Regions from separate parts of the Mus musculus genome. Here regions 2 and 3 are each linked to region 1. The links are chromatin contacts, called in public HiChIP or PLAC-seq maps. All regions are on one chromosome and are shown on one strand. The core of a region is the stretch at or near the end of the contact, and the rest is flanking DNA. Distances in the headings are between cores, read along the strand shown. Region 1 holds the start of Arntl (aryl hydrocarbon receptor nuclear translocator-like). Region 2 holds the start of Rras2 (related RAS viral (r-ras) oncogene 2). Region 3 overlaps Micalcl (MICAL C-terminal like).

Region 1 (3,548 bases), core at 640-3,139:
CACTTTATTTGTAGAATGGGGTAAGAACTGCTTTCTGCACAGGGTGGTTGTCAGGATACAGGGGTTGAAAAAAAAGGAGGGAAAGCTTTTAGCACATGCCCGGCACACAACACGGTAGAGAGATATTGTGGGATGCATCAGCCAGCATCTTCAGGTTACTGGTACTTAGCTAGCTATTAGTCCATTTAATTAGGTCAGCATCCAGCCCACATTTCCATCTTGTAAGTAATATCTTTTCTAATGCTGTATTAAAGTTCCATCTACACAGAGAGATTCCTTCACAGAACAGGACAGAGAAAGAATAAATCTGCTTTGAAACTCAGGGGAAGTGGGAAGTTACCCATGAAGTTCTTTGGTCTTGAAGCCAATTCACATTTCAACCAAGGCTGTGTGCCTTGCAAAGGGCTGGACATGGGTCATGGCTTTATAAGCATTGAAATGCTGCCTTGTGTCCCAGGAACCTGCCTGTCTAGAATTCATTCTATAGTCACACGAGCTGGTCCACTTCACATAAGTGAGTCGAGTGTTTTGATCCCATTTGTTCATGGATCCAGCCCACATTTGCAGAGTACTTTCTGGGTGTCAGCCCTATCCCCAACACCCCACCCAGGCCCCTCCAGCACATGCTAAAGGGGAGGGAGCACACATGGTTCAAAAAGGACGAAGTGGCCTTGCTATCAGGAAGTTTAACATTTAGAAGGTTTGCCAGTTGTTTGAAGGTAGAAACAAGACAACTTCTTTCCCTCTCCCCCTCTCTCTCTATTTCTCCCTCCCTCCTCTTCCTCCCCTCTCTCTGTCTCTTTCTTTAAAAATAAATAAATAAATCTCTGAGCAGGTGGTGCCTCGGGAGGCAAAAGCAGGCGGATCTCTGTGAATTGGATTCAAAGCCAGCTTGATGATCTACAGGAGTTCCAGGATAGCTAGGGCTACAACAGAACAACTAACCACCCAAACAAACAACTTTGCAACTTTTCTTTCTTTCCCGCTCCTTTGATACTTTTGCAAAGTACATTTGCTAGGGCCATGTCCATAACATGTAATAGAATCTTGCTCAGGTCTCACCCTGTGGCCCCGGCTAGCTCAGTACTCGCGATTATGCCCCTGCCTCAGCTTCTTGAGGGTTGGAATTACAGACTACGCCACCACCCCCGGGAGACTTCTCTTCCGATCGGGAATGACAGCTCCACTGGACGCTTGGAGGTCAAGAGAAAAAAAAAAAAAAAAAAAAAAAGAACGCGCGATCCGGTTAGTCGTCGGAAGGAAAAGTCTTCTAAATGCGCTAGCTATTAGCGCTGTGGTTCCGACTAGGACAAGCCAGGGGTTTCAGGAAGGTTCTGTCACTCTGTGTTCCTAAAATGTGGTTTCCTAGATGGAGCTGGAGAGGGATGGGCGAAGAGATGCGGCGTTTTCTCAGTGTTCTGCGAGCCAGGAAGGGGACGGAGGAGGAGGGAGAGCTGAGAGGCAGTCACTAGCCAGGGACGCGGCTGAGGAGCAGGGGACAACGGCGAGCTCGCAGAGTCCGCAACGCAGTGGCCTCAGCGAGCTTTAGACCTGAGGGGGAAAACCGAGGGCTGGGGCAAGAAATCCACAGAGCGTGCCAATTGGTCCACTCCTCGGGGCGTGTGCTTCTGTGCGCCAAATGATTGGTGAAGGGAAAGTAGCAGGTAAACCAGCCCTGCCGTCTTGCCATTGGTCAGAGGCTTTCCTATCGGTCACTCGATTGGCTAGCCTAACGCAGAGCAGAACGCGAATTGGTTTGGGTTGTCCGCCAAGACAACTCCGTTCGCTCTCTCTGATTGGCTAACGGGAAGAGGCAGGTATCCGGGCTGCGCGGCTCCTCCATTGGTGGGCGGGGAAGGGGGGTTGGGCACAGCGATTGGTGGGCGGGGGGCCGGGCCTGGGCCGGCGGGGAGCGGATTGGTCGGAAAGTAGGTTAGTGGTGCGACATTTAGGGAAGGCAGAAAGTAGGTCAGGGACGGAGGTGCCTGTTTACCCGCGCCGGACTTGCCGCCGCCGCCGCCGCGGGATCCGAGTGCGGGTGCGGGCGCGGGCGCTCGCAGCGAGCCACGGTGAGTGTCGGCATGGCTGCGGGCAGCAGCCGTCTCGGGGCGTCCCGTCGGGGGTCGCGAGTTCCCGGGCGGGCGCACCGCCCCCGCCCGCGGCGCAGCCGGGCCGCCGGGAGCCCTGCCCGACGTGCCCGCTGCCGGCCTTAAAGGGCCCGTGCGGCTCCCAGCCCCCACCTAGCCTCGGGGAGGCTGCGCCCCTTAAAGGCGCCGCTCCCGCGCACCCCCATCTTCCCCGCCTGGGCTGCACAGCGGGCGGGGGAGGACTGGGGGGACCCTGGGACGCTGTCAGCGGGTGCGCCCACCTTCCCCGCGCGGGCATCACCACCTGGCTCGGGAGGGGGCGGCCAGCGGCCTCTTAAAGAGACAGCAGTACCGGGTGGCAGCAATGACCCGAACCTGGGAAGAGCTCCGGGATACATCCCCGGGAGCTTCTGGATCCCCGAGGAGATGGCCGGGACGCGGGCAGAACGATGCTATGCGGCGCTTGCCTGGTCAACCCTTCTACACTTCTCCCTCGGGAGCCGGGTGGGGGCGGGGAGGGCGTCTCCGTCAAGTCGGGGAGTCCGTACTGGTACGTCCCTATGGCCTGTCTTGGGGCTGGCGCGGACCCCGGGAATCCCCTGGCTGGCTTGGACCAGGCCCACGGACAGCCGTCGGGCCTGCGCTGTCCGGTACCTGGGTGGTCCTGGAGGATGTGTCTTCCCCGTTGGGTCTGGGAGTAGGTACCCGATGGCGTGGGGACTGTGCCCTGTGCCCGGTAGGCGTCAGAGACCCAAGGAGTGCGCAGCAGAGGCTTCACTCCGATGCGGGTTTGACAGATAATCGGGGAAGAGGAAGGTTTCCACTGGAGATTACCCCAGTGTAGACAGCTTGGGGTGCTCGGGTTTGCAGGGAGAAGTCAAAGATAGAATTTTAGGCAGACTCGGGGCGCACATGGAAGCCATCCCCGGGGTCGCGTAGCGGGTTGTGTTCGGAAATGAGTGCGTTGGACACCGGTGTGTGTGTCTGTCAGAGTTGCGCTGGCCAAGCTGACATGATCGCCCCTTACCTGTTCGGGGTGCACCTTCTCCAGTCCTTTCCCTACATTTAGCCTAGTTTTGACCCTCTGACCCCTTGAGATCTGGCTCCTCTCCTGTCTTAAGTTGCTACTTTTAAAGTAAGAAATCATTAATCAAGTTTTCTCACCTAACTTCCAAAAATCAGAGACTGTAATCACGACCAATTACTTTTTGACAGTACCAGTATTGCCAAGATCTTCGTTGTGGGTTTTGTTTTTATGTCCAGGAAAACTGATCATTAAATGCTTTTTTTCCTACTGCTCTTGCTTGTCATTTTTCCTTTTCACATTTGCTGCTGTGCCCTCTTTCAATCTATTTTTACTTAACAACTATTATTTTTATTCTTAAGTTCCCATTGATACCAGGATCTGTCAATTTGGGTTGGTGGATTTTCTAATTAATGTACTAGTTGAATCATGAGCTT
Region 2 (3,548 bases), core at 281-2,780, 910 kb after region 1:
GGAGCAGCTACTGTTCATTCACGCGATGTGAAAATTATCATTTAGGTTATGGAACTGTGCGTCTTAATAACACTATAAACACCACAGTTACATCGAAATAAAATAAGCTATTTAACTCTATCAATTCAACAAATGGGTGAAACAAAACAAACACACACACACACAAAAACATTTTGCTACCCGTCCTCTTTAATACAGTAAAAATACCTTTGTTACTTAGCAGGGTACCTGCGCTCTCTTCCCAACATATGCCACGCCTTTCAGGGTGACAAAAGCAAGGAGATCTGCATTTGCTTTTAAAAATCAAAAAGAAGAGAAAGGAAAATCACTCGGGCGTCTTAACCTAGAATAAAATCTAAAGACAAATTTCACCTTCCTTTTCTTTGCCACAACCCGACTTTCCTCCTCCAGCAAACAGAAAATAGGGGGGGGGGGGGAGAAGGGTGCAACACACAACTCATACTCGTCCCCTCCTAGCGGGGCTCACCCCAAACTTCACCTAAGCGCGAAGCAGGCAGGCACCGGGAATTCCAAGGAAATGGTCTCGCCCCTATCAAAGCACATTTTTAACTTCCTCGAAGCCATTATTTCCCTAGGGCACGATCAAACACTCCCACCCGGACGTACCACCAAACAGACTACTTGTAAGAGAAGCTCAAACACACACAAAGAGAAAACACTATTGGGAGCCGGCGGCGCGAAGCCGCCGCCAAGTAGCCCGGGCCAGCGCTGCCACCGAGGCAGGCGCGGGGTCCCCACTCCGGCCCTCAGGGCAGGAAGCCCGGCACCGCGGCGCGGCTGCAACCCGCGGGCTCCCGCCCTGACCGCAGTGATAAGGTGGAACTGCGCTTCCCACCCGGCCAGCTCCGCCCTCCGGGCCACATTCCTGAGAAGCCCGACTCCCCGGACGCCGCGCCGGGCGCCTGGCGGGCAGTAGCGCGGCGCCGTGGCCGCAGGGCAGGAGCGCAGCGCCGACTCCTCACTGTTCCTGCCCTCGCAGCCGCGCGCCCTGGCCCCGCGCAAACCGCACCCGCGCGCACCGCACGCGCCGGAGCCCCGCACCCGCGCGCCCCGGGCGGGGTCGCCGCGGCCACAGGTAGCGCCACCCCGCCGCCGCCGCCACCCCGCAGGCCGTCTCCAGGCACCTGGATGAACTGGATGGTGAGCGCCGACTTGCCCACGCCGCCACCGCCGACCACCACGAGCCGGTACTTCTCCTGGCCGGAGCCGTCGCGCCAGCCGGCCGCGGCCATCGGGACGCCCCGAGCCCAGCCCGGCCGCCGCGCGCCCTAGGCCCGGCTCCGGGGACGAGTGCGGCCGGCTGGGTTACAGGCGGTAGAGCGCGCGGGGTCCGTGAGTGGCCTGGAGGGCCGCGGAGCGCTATCCCTCGGACCGGCTGGGAGTTGCCCGAGACGCTGGAGAGCCGGGAAGGCTCCAGGGCAGAGGACGCAGCGGCCAGGGAGCGCGCTCTTCTTCGCGGATCTGCAGCGCAGCCGAACGCAGCCTTCGGCACCGCTACAAATGGCCGTCTGGGGGCCGGGCCGCTGGGCTGGGGTACTACATATGCATGAGGGGGCGGGGCTAGGCCGCGCCCGCCCAGGCGGAGACTCTGGAGCGCCCTAGGCAGCAGACCCTGCAGACCTGCCCTCAGAGCACCGGGAGGAGAAGGAAGAAACCGGGAAGATGGACGGCGGTGACAGTGATTGCATAAATCAGGGATCGTGTTCATGAAAGAAACAGCCTGTGATGGCGTGGATGAAAAATAGAACTGTTGTCATATTCACTCAACTCCATACCCTGTTTTCGGAATGCAGATGGTGACTGTATTTGTTTAAAAAAAAAAAAAGTATAAGGCAGCGATTGAAGAAAATGAGACCTGTAGCGGTACCTGAACATATGATAGTCTAGTGACAGTGAGAGAGTGGGTAGTGATTGAGCTTGCACGGGGCCACAGTGCATGTGGACAGATCTGGGGCGTAACATCTTTGTTCCTATGTCTATGTGTGAAAAAATGTGTGATAATTGTGTATGAGGGTCGTGAGAAATTTGCAGGTTGGTGACATGTTTTTTAGGAGGAGCGTGTTCCTTGCTAGCACAGCTTCTACGAACATGATCAGGCCCTTGCCCTTAGAGTCCAGAGGAGGAGGCAGCCGGGACAATAGGCACCTTGTGAGACATAATTGTAAGAACAACAGCTGCTCAGCACTGAGGTCCAAGGTGCACTTACCCCAGAGCTGGCTAGTCAGAGAAGGTTTTCCCAAAGACCCGAGGAATAATCTTGTAAACAGATGAGTGAATGGGAGAAAAGTATTCCAGGGAAAGAAAACCAAGCTGAGCCGTGTGTGGTAACCCACGCCTTTAGTTCCAGTATTCTGGAAGCTCAAAGAGTTCAAGGCCAGCCTGACCTACATAGTGAGTTCCAGGCCAGGGCTGGAAGAGTGAGACCTAGTCTGAAAAGATAGGAAGAATGAAAGAGAGAAAAGAAAACCATGATATGCAGAAGCCAGAGATGGCAAAAGGACACATTCTGTTGTGTGGTTTTGAACGTTCTCGGGGGAGTTTACAAGCTTGCAGATATAAATAGAAACTCACTGTGTGTGACTTGGATGTGGTAGGGATATCTCTATAGAGGCCACGTAAGATGGAGGCTGTGGTCTTCTCAGAGGGTACACTGGTTCAAATCCTGCCTGCTTTGCTAATGGCATAGCGATGGGAACTTAAGCTCTGTGCCTCAGCTTCCAAATAAGCTCTCAAATAAGGGCCCGAGCCAGTGGATGGCGCACCCGCAAGCCTACCGACCTGATCTTTGGGACCCACAGGCAGGGAGAAAAGCAACCCCCAACACTTGTTCTCTGCCCTCCACAGTTCCTTCACTGCCGAGCAGACATCCCACCCAAACACATATATACACAAAGAAACGCAGTGCTTAATACAGTGTGGGCTAAGCATGGTGGTTTTACAATATGCCCTCCAGTTCTTGAACACTTCGTGCCCTGAATGAAGCCAGTAGAATACAGTAGGGGAGATACAGAATGGCTTCCGAGGCCACAGCGTAAAAGACCACACAGTTTTTAACTCTCTCCTGGGAGTCAAGTGAAAATTGATTACCATGAGATGGCTGTGTATACATACCAAACAAAAGTGCCCCTGAATCCAGAAGGGAACCAGCCAGAGAGAAGGAGGAGGGTCCTGGGAGGGCAGTATAGGGGAGGGGCAAATTTGAATGAAGCGTCATAGTGCATGTGTATGGAAATGCCATAATGAAGCTTACCTATTACTTTGTATCCATCTTGTAAATTTAATTTAAAAACACAGAAATGGCTGGAGAGTTGGCTTAGGGGTTAAGAGCACTGGCTGTTCTTCCAAAGGTCATGAGTTCAATTCCCAGCAACCACATGGTAGCTCACAACCATCTGTAATGGGATCTAATGCCCTCTTCTGGTGTGTCTGAAGACAGTGACAGTGTACTCATATACACATAAAATAAATAAATAAATAAATCTTAAAAAAAAAACACTGAAAAATATGAAGTATGGTGGTACATGCCT
Region 3 (3,548 bases), core at 675-3,174, 810 kb before region 1:
GGCCTACAGTGGAACAGACGCCAGAACACAATGTGTTCCTTTTCTTACTGGATCACAAATAGATTTACTTGTGCAGAAAGCCTGTAATGGGTCAACTGGAGCAGACTCTGTTTGCTACAATGACTTTTGATGAGGTCTGGGATTTCATGCTACCTCTTTTGGGTGGACATAGTCCTTGGAAAATCACTCACTCAACCTCGTAGATCCCTCACCAGAAAAGTGAGCTAACCTTCACTGTGCCAGGTCATTTTGAGAATTCAAGTGCCAGCCCATACATGAAGATGGTCAACAAACGCTACTAATATTCTACAGAACATTCTTGTCCACACAAGACACTTTAAAGGAAATACCCATTCACAGCCAGAAACTTTAAATTATAAACAGTAGATATTTGAAGCTTGTTCTGAGTATCTCCTCCAGTCTCCAAAGGGAAGCTATGTGGAGCCATACCTACAGAAAGGAGGCCAGCTTTCAGTGTTGTCAAAGGCGAATCTGACCAGCCAAAAGATGGATTCTGTTTGTTCCCTTTCTATCCCCAGTAAACTAACTACCCTGTTAGGTTTATAGGTAATTTCTCACCAATGTCCTTGTGAAGGTGACAGATGGAAACCAACAAGGGTCTAGAGATAAATACATACATACATACATACAAACATACATACATACTTACATACATACATACATAAAAGTCAGGTCACAGAGGCCAGCCCCAGAGGAAACCAAGAGGAAACTTTATTAACCAGGCCATCAAAACGAAGACTTGCTAACATACAGTTGGTAATAGGCATATCCCTCTGTGGTTCGATAGTCTATATAGTCCCTTGAAGAGATTGCCTTGCTGCTCAGCGAATGACCAATACTTTATTGGGTTAAGTTGTATTTGAGCTGGCCTCTGCTGCTCCCATTCAAGTGATTTAATGAGAATTATTTAATAGGTATTATTAGGATAATTAGACAATGATCACAGTTAGGCAATAATATTGAATGATCAAGGTTGTGAATAACCAAATTTAGAGGCAGGCCTGCAAACAAGGAGTGGGCTGCGACAGTTAGGCGAGGCCCCTCTATAATGACTGGGGATAGCCTGAAAGGGTCTTTTGTGCCTGGGAGTTATTCATCAGGCCCATTGAATTAGAGGACTGTGCAGGGGAGCAGGGTGGGGGGTGCAGGCCAAGGACCCTGACGTCTGAGCGAAATGAGCTCACCATTGTCATGACAACAATTTTGGCTTTCTTTTAATTTTTTTTGTTCCCCAACAGTCAGAAATGAGTTGCTCCCACCCCAACCCCAGCATAGGGTCCTCCTGCCCCAATTTTTTCAGGAAAAGGAAACAAAGTGAAGCAGAGAGCTAACCATCCACCCAGATGACAAATCAGGACACACTGGATGTCTATGCGTGTGGCAGGTATCTTGGCCCAGGCAACACAGAACTCCTGTGGTTCCCTGTGTCTAAATCACACACACACATACTCAGTGACCTGGATGCCCTGAGTCCCACCTGTGGACAGTCAGACCTGACTTTGTCACCTATTTGGAACTGTTTGGGTTGAGACACTAGACAGTGTTAAATGCTGGAATCACACAGTATGCCCCTGCAAAAGACTACCATGCGGATCTAGGTAGTCTGGTGAAGTCTCATCCTTCTTTCCACATCTGCAGACAGGCGAAATCAAATGCAAAAGAAGAGGGGCCTCAAAGGATGAAAGGTTTATTCCCGGGGAAGCCGGGTGAGCAAGGTCCATCTCCCACAGCCTCCACTTCAGCCAGCAGTTTCTCCTTCACAAGGCTAGCAAAGACAATGTAGATGCTGGAGGCTGCCAGCAGAGGGCAGCAGCACACACATTATGAATGATTTAATGGCTCTCCCAGCCAGGAAGAGAGAAACAATTTGTCTGCTACTCTGTGGTTTTCATCTTTGTTGCCGAGGAACCCAAGAAATGCCAGTTTCCTGCCTTATGTGCCAGTGTGGGATTCTGGACGGAGCACAGAGATGAGTCAGGAGTCCCCGAATGCAACTTGACGTCATCAGCATTCTGCAGTTTCTAATCTCTCAAATTTTCCCATCTGTAAAATGGGACTAATAAATCAACCTGCCTTCTAGAGATGGTAGAGATAGATGAAAGAGGAAATGATAATGGCGGAGCAGGGAAGAGAAGATGAGGCCCAGAGTTCAATCCCCACATTCGCATAAAACCCTTGATGTGGCAGCCCAATCCTGATGCTGAGGAAGTAGAGGCAAGAGGACCCTGGGGCTGGCTAACCAGACAGTTCAGTCATATTAGTGAGCCCCAAGTCCCAGTACACACATACACACACACACACACACACACACACACACACACACACCTTTAAGTGAAGCACTTGATTAATGGGCCTATCACATCTTAGAACTTCACAAGGATGGATTCTTCTCTTTTGTTTTGAGTTTCTCTCCATCCTTATAAAACCCAGCCAGGTGGCTGGTCTTCTCTTAGCTCGAGTCCATCTGTTTATCCATTCATTCACGTACATTTATAACTAACTCTCTCCTCCAGATGAGTTTAAGCTGATTTCTACATGCATATAGGCCACAGATTTCACATGTTTGACCATATATGGATCTTGAAGGAAGTCATGCTTAGTGGCTCAAGCCTGAAATCCTCTCAGGAGGCTGAGGCAAGAGGATGAGAAGTTCAAGGCCAGCCTTGAACTAAACCTGTCTCACAAAGAAGGAAAGGAAAGAGAAGGAAAGCGGGAAAAGAGGAGGAATAACTTCATGTAGATTCTGAAATTTCATGTTACATTGATGTACTTATAATTTCATGTGTGTTCGTGACTCACATGCCATGGCCTGTCATGGCACACAGAGGGCAACTTGTAGAAGTTTGTTCTCTCCTTCTACCATATGGCTTCTTAGGATCAAATCAGGTTATCAAGCTTGGAGCAAGTGACATCTCACCAGCTGGCCTGTTTGGTGGTTGTTGTTGTTTTAGAGATGTGTGTGTGTGTGTGTGTGTGTGTGTGTGTGTGTGTGTGTGTGCATAGGTACCTATGGAGGCCAAAAGCGAGAATTAGATTTGCTGGGGCTGAAGTCCTAGGCAGTTGTGAGTTGCCGGTCACCAAACAGCAAGTGCTCTTACCTACCGAGCCGACCCTCCTGTCCCCAGAGTAGATTCTTATTGTCACTCCCAGCACAATAGCAACTGACTGAAACAGATCGACAAGCAGACAAAGCCTGTGGTGTGGAGGACTGCCTGTTGACAGTTCGCCATCATTTGGGAATGGGGTCTGGGGAGCAGATGCCCTTTAGATAATCTCTGTTAGTCTCTGAATGGAAAAGCATCGAGTCCAAGGTTACACTCCTTGCCAGCTGTCCCGTGTGGTCGATTTCTGAGGAAGCAGCTCAAGGGAGGAATGAGATCTCCGCAATTGTCCAGTACAGGTGGACCATAGGGTTGGAGCCAAAGGTAATGTTAACCCTGTATTCAAATAGAATATTGTCAGAAAAGAACTGGGCCCTTACAGAGCCTTTCCAGGAGTCGCTCAAATCCAAAATTACTGAAGCAAGC

Evidence for each region. HiChIP or PLAC-seq counts read pairs in DNA pulled down with a chosen protein or histone mark.
Region 2: an HNF4G HiChIP or PLAC-seq map of pancreatic cancer cells shows a contact between it and region 1. The contact joins the promoter of Rras2 here to the promoter of Arntl in region 1. A contact is called at or near these places in 1 of 39 promoter capture datasets (cranial neural crest), 2 of 115 datasets of contacts at active chromatin or transcription factors (embryonic stem cells and pancreatic cancer cells) and 1 of 9 other capture datasets (liver).
Region 3: a contact with region 1 is called in an H3K4me3 HiChIP or PLAC-seq map of embryonic basal ganglia, with 4 times the contacts expected there. The contact joins the enhancer-like site here to the promoter of Arntl in region 1. A contact is called at or near these places in 2 of 39 promoter capture datasets (hippocampal neurons and neural stem cells) and 8 of 115 datasets of contacts at active chromatin or transcription factors (astrocytes, embryonic basal ganglia, embryonic forebrain and 4 more).

Annotation. Positions count from the first base shown.
Region 1 is chr7:113,205,576-113,209,123 of GRCm38.p6, forward strand. Arntl (aryl hydrocarbon receptor nuclear translocator-like) reads left to right here and starts at 1,890. Exons shown (of 20, transcript NM_007489.4): 1 at 1,890-2,069.
Region 2 is chr7:114,116,251-114,119,798 of GRCm38.p6, forward strand. Rras2 (related RAS viral (r-ras) oncogene 2) reads right to left here and starts at 1,531. Exons shown (of 6, transcript NM_025846.2): 1 at 1,146-1,531. The coding sequence starts at 1,253.
Region 3 is chr7:112,398,502-112,402,049 of GRCm38.p6, forward strand. The region is part of intron 7 of Micalcl (MICAL C-terminal like); the gene reads left to right. All of the region lies in intron 1 of Gm51494 (a long non-coding RNA gene), which reads right to left. Among named protein-coding and RNA genes, the nearest start is that of Gm51494, 14 kb to the right of the region's middle. Within about 2 kb of position 1,925, at least 25 of the 459 cell types and tissues checked have an H3K27ac peak or open chromatin away from gene starts, as enhancers often do. A contact at or near this core is called in embryonic basal ganglia and neural stem cells, where this site is marked.